Linked DNA regions of Arachis hypogaea: region 1 is linked to region 2. The links are chromatin contacts, called in public Hi-C maps. All regions are on one chromosome and are shown on one strand. The core of a region is the stretch at or near the end of the contact, and the rest is flanking DNA. Distances in the headings are between cores, read along the strand shown.

Region 1 (2,700 bases), core at 178-2,677, 450 kb before region 2:
TTCAGCATAATACCTGTCCATATGCGAACATACAACTGTTATATCCTGAAAGGCAGTTTTCTACCATTGGAAGACCAGCCATTCGGAAAATCATTTCCTACATAAAAATAAATAAATAACTAAATAAATAATAAAAAGAGAGAGACAGAAGAAATTAACAACTTCATCCAGTGAATCCGTGCATCAACCTCTCTTTTCAATGCTAACACACCTGGTCTACTGTTTCACATGCAACATGGTCAAATGTGAATCGAGATTCCGGTTGCCCAACCCAAGTAATGCACTGCGCACTTTCTTGCTTCAAACATCTGTTATAACCATGCATACTCCTCTCCATGCTATTGAGGGGGCGAACACGAATAATAACCTAACCAAGTTTTCGCATTAGAATTCAAAACCCCCTTCCAAAAAAAAACCCAAAAATAAATAAAAAGAGAAGCTAATTAGCTCAATTGGGATACATATCTTAATCTTACCTGTACATTGTGATTAATCCAGAAGGAAGGATCTTCCTTGAGATCAAAGTGAGGCACTTCGATAGTGTTAATAACCGTTGGGGTAACAGCCGAGCTAGGAACCCCTTTATACAAGGAAATATAGCTTCCCAAGCGAGCACTGAAACTTCCATCAGCCTTACTCCGAACACTTGAGCTCGGAGGAGGCTTTGTCACACTCTTTGTCGGAGTGCTCTGCACCGAATTGCTCTCCGAACAAGCCGTGGTAGCAGCAGCAGCTCTTCCTCCAGTGCGTGTCACCCTAGGAGTGACATTACTCACAGCACCAGATCCCCTCCTCTCATCGCACATGGAAACTGCATCGTTCTTCTGATTCCATCCGAACCGGTTCTTGGACAGGACTGATCCTCCTGCTGCGTGCTTATCCGGCGTGCGAAACGGCACAGGTGGATCAGATCCTCTTGCTTTGTGGAGCTTAGAAGGAGTCCTCTCGATCTTGCTAAGAGAACTCCCTTCCTGAATTGTGTTTAGTGGAGGTCTAGAACCTTCGCCGCAGCTCGAAGCAGCAGATGCGGAATCCGAAGGATCCACATTCTCGATCTCTTCGTTTTTCACTGGATTTCGGCGCGTCAACTTGGAATCTCTCAGCATTCTACCACAGAAAAACAAAAAGATCAGAAATGACGCAGTAAGCACACAAAAAGAAACAATAATAAAAACTGCAGTGTTCATTTCATACCTGAATGAGGAGTTGAAGAACAGAATCCCGTATCTGCGAATTTGAGAAATTCTGAACCTTAATTGTTTCCTGCCTGTTCAAGATGGATTATTGGAGTTTTTGCTAGGGATTTGAGATAGAACTGGATCGCTCAACATAGATCGTGTTCTAACTCGAACTCGAACTCGAACTCATTCATGCACACGCACACAGACACTCTCTCTCTCTCTCTCTCTCTCTCTCACGCTAGATGTGAGGGTTTGGGGAGGGCTTTGCTTTGTTTTCCGTTTGATTTGAAAATTTTGAAGTGGAATAGTAGTAATGAAAAGGGACTTACATTAAACGGCTGAGATTCGATCTAGGATTCAAATTTGTGTACATAATCGCGGTTTCATGGTTCGAATTGCGAGGGTATTTTTGTCATTGGGATGTGGGTTCTTGACACCGTGTTGGTTGTAATTAAAGCAAGGATTCAAATTTTCAACGGCTAAGTTAAGTTGGGTTAAGTTGGGTCCATTGCTATATTAACTATGATTCACGTTTTTGCATTAATGGGCCACAGAGCTTAAACGAACTGTTCTCCTATGAAGTTATGAAACCTGACCCCAACAAAAAAATGTTTTGTAAAATCAACTTAGCTTGGTTTAATGATTAATTCACTATTTCGTTTAAATAAGTATTAAAGATTTAAATTTCGCCTTATATAATAATTTATTGATTAACAACAAATTTTTAATAGTACTTAGATCTTTGGTTTGTTGGATTGAGAGCAAAGACGAATTATAAAATTTTAATATAGATAAGCCGAACTTTATTATATTTTTATTATATTTTAATATGAATATTATTTTTTTTATCATATAATTATTGAGTTATTTCTTTAAAAAAGTTTATCAATATATATTAAAAAAATTATAAATTCTTTTTTATAATTTTATTTTTAGTGAAAGAGTCTAGCAGCGAAAACAATACAAATATTCAACACAAGAGTAATATGGAAGCACTCACAACATAATATAGCAGCAACAATAACAAGCAGATATAGCAAGTAAAACAATAACAAGAACACACTTGGATTTTAACGTGGAAAATCCCCTCAATGTGAGAGGTAAAAATCACGGGGTCGTCCAGACCAATGAAATAGCTCCACTATAATCAAATGAGGTATAAGAGAGTCTCAAACAAAGCACAAAAACGTGCATGTAACCAGCTAAAACATCAAATCACCAAAGCTTACAAATGAGAAGCAAGAAGATGAAATATACCCAAAAACAGAGCTTCTGTCGAAGCCAATTTCTCCCTCTGCAGACCTCCAATTAAAATCTCCACCCTTCAGAATGAAGAACAAGATATGAAGAATCTACAGTTTAAATTTCACGTCGATCCAACGGTGAAAGAATGAGAAATTGCCGTTCAAAGATTGCTGCTCTGTGTAAAAATAGGAAACCTAATTCCTCTCTTGCGAAGCCAATTTCTCCTACTGCAAACCTTCAATCAACCTCTCCACCGACCAGAATGAAGAACAAG
Region 2 (2,700 bases), core at 74-2,573:
CAATAAAAAGAGGAGGAAGAAAAAAGTGCAGCAACAACAGTAGCAATAAAAAGAACGACAAAAAAGATGAAATACGCAAAGAAGAAGAAGGAATACGAAGAAAAAGGAGAAAAAACGCAAAGAAAAAAGAGAAAAAAGAGGAGAAGGAGAAGGAATGCGAAATACAAACGTTGGAGGAGAAACATCATAATTTTACGCGCGCGTTATAATAGTAAATTTTGTTGAGTTAAGATTAACTTATATAAACTTATATGTTAAAAAAAGCTTGTATTTATAACATGTCTCATAAATTATTAGATCAATTTAGTTGAGGTTGAAAAAGATTTATAAGTAGAACAGGCCTGAAAATATAATTGGTTTCCGTAGTAGTTATTTACTTTTAATTAACATCATGCTATTCAGCAAGGATAATGCAAACTTTTCAATCATTTCGATAATTTTCCCTATTTTTAAATCTAGAAGAAAAGTGCTTCTTGTTGCTATTTGCCTAAACACCTAATTAAGTTGTTACATGTGGCAGTCTTTGCTCTTTAAAGAAATCATATGATGTATTGAAAAACATGACTCATTTGATATGAAATTTATAAATATATCTATATAAACATTCATCAATTTAGTTTAATTTTATTCCTTTGGGGGGCCAATAGGCATTCCTTGTATTTGAAAACAAAATTTAAATATAATGAGTTGATGGGGTACTTATCTATATACACTTTTATTTATTAAAAAAATATTAATTAGCAAATTTTCAGAGGAGTGAAGTATCGAAAATTCAAAACTGCTGCTAAAATATAATGTTGCGAATAAGCAGTTTTTGTCTAGTTATACCTAGGATGTTTTTGTTTGTCATAAATTCATAATGATGTTTGGATTTTCTTTGATTTTTCTTTTTTTGTTTTTAATCAGAGATGCTTGGGTTATTTATCATGGATTTGAAAATTTAACAATAGGGCTTGGGCCCATAATGCTGAATCATATTTTGATAGCTTTCTGAATGAAAAATGTAAATACAAAACTCAAACAAATACATCATTATTGTCACCTCCAAAAAAAAAAAAAACGAATACATCATTACTGTCATACTTGGTTAACAGCTTTTTGAACTCAATTAAGTAAATTTTTTTTTTTTGCTTTTCTTTTATAAAATTGTACTAAAGGAAGGTAATCTGTAAGATATTGCCAAATACCATAATAACAGGGCATGGGATTTTTATTTATTTGTCATATGACTCATAATGTATAGCAAGGAGTATTGTATTGTATTGTATTGTATTGTATTATTTGTGTAAAACATAATTATATATGTTAATCATAATAATCAGCAATGGATTGCAGTTGAAGGGCAAGGTTTATGGGCTTGGACATCATGACCATGTGATCAGATCCAGCAATCTCAACCGTGCGATTTGGGGGATTGTTTTCAATCATAAATTGTTGAAAATCTAGAGTGGCAAAAAGATCATTTTTAGACACAATGAAGACACGATTTACAGAACCATATCTTGTGGTTGATGGGGTTACCACCCGTACTATATCATCAAGACTGAATAATTTTAATGGTCTCATCAACGTTGTTGCTAGAATCCAGTCCTGTAAATAAAATTTGACGTAATTGATCATCAATTCATTTAGGTGTCCATTTTGAGTTTCAATTGAGTAAACATATTAAAAAAACACACACACACAGGAAATATATCACATGAAAATGACATTTTTATACGAGAATATAAAAATGTATTTATAGTTATTGAATTAGTTTTAATAGTTAAGATTAAACATACCTAATAAATAATACTATAAATGCATTTAATAAATTCATGACAACATATTTAAGAGGAATGTCACGGAACCAGATTATATAATTTATAGCCATTAATTAGTAATTAATAATGTTTTTAATGGTGTGAGATTACTTGATAAAAGTGTCCGTCAGAATTTAATAAAAGTATTGGCCCCTAGACTTTTTCTATATTTAAAGCCGTTGCATTTATGGTCATTATTTTTAATTTCTATTAAAATATATCTAATAAAGATATTAAAATAATTAATTTTATATATTCATAAAAAGAACATAATTAAAAAAATGTACACAAACAATACTTTTTAAAAAAATAGAATCATATAATAATTAAAAATATTTTATTTCAATATATATTACAATTTTATTTTTGAGATAATTGTTATAAGAATTATTTCAATATATATTTCCTCTTGAGAGAGAAGCTATGAATTCTTATTTAGTTATTTTGTTATTTTTTTTATAAAAAAGAAAGGAGCGGATAAACAAAGAAATAGGAAAATATACTTGCCTGCAGATTTCTAAACTTGTTCGGCAATGATAAAGAAAGGATCTTTTTCCTATCAGTCAAAATTAGATGCCATGATCATGAATAATAAAATCAATAATAGAGAAGAATGATGAATCCAAGATATGGAATCTGTGTTGCAAGCTTGCAGCTATGGAAGTTGGCGACAGGAAGCTCATTCGGTGAATCTAGATTCTTTACACCATAAAAGTGATCAAGTGGGAAATTGACCTTGTCATTAGAGGCAGAGAGGAGATCAAGTGAAGGAAAGCTCCAACGTTAACGCCAGTGCAGATGGCAGCGTCAAGGCCACAAGCGTAGCTGCCAAGCACAGCACTGTACAATGATATTGATGAGAGTGTATTGAGTATTGATATTGACGAGGGTTAACGAG

The links. A called contact is a pair of places that touch in the nucleus more often than the background predicts.
Region 1: a contact with region 2 is called in a Hi-C map of leaf, with 7 times the contacts expected there. The contact joins the promoter of LOC112782789 here to the enhancer-like site in region 2. A contact is called at or near these places in 2 of 8 Hi-C or Micro-C datasets (both in leaf).

What each region holds. Positions count from the first base shown.
Region 1 is chr20:45,548,909-45,551,608 of arahy.Tifrunner.gnm2.J5K5, reverse strand. It overlaps LOC112782789 (kinesin-like protein KIN-12D), which reads right to left and starts at 1,427. Exons shown (of 38, transcript XM_025825382.3): 1 at 1,195-1,427; 2 at 477-1,107; 3 at 212-367; 4 at 14-97. The coding sequence starts at 1,106.
Region 2 is chr20:45,095,089-45,097,788 of arahy.Tifrunner.gnm2.J5K5, reverse strand. It overlaps LOC112782244 (methyl jasmonate esterase 1), which reads right to left. Exons shown (of 3, transcript XM_025824591.3): 3 at 1,185-1,590. The coding sequence ends at 1,306. Among protein-coding and RNA genes, the nearest start is that of LOC112782244, 13 kb to the right of the region's middle. Within about 2 kb of position 1,323, at least 2 of the 3 cell types and tissues checked have open chromatin away from gene starts, as enhancers often do.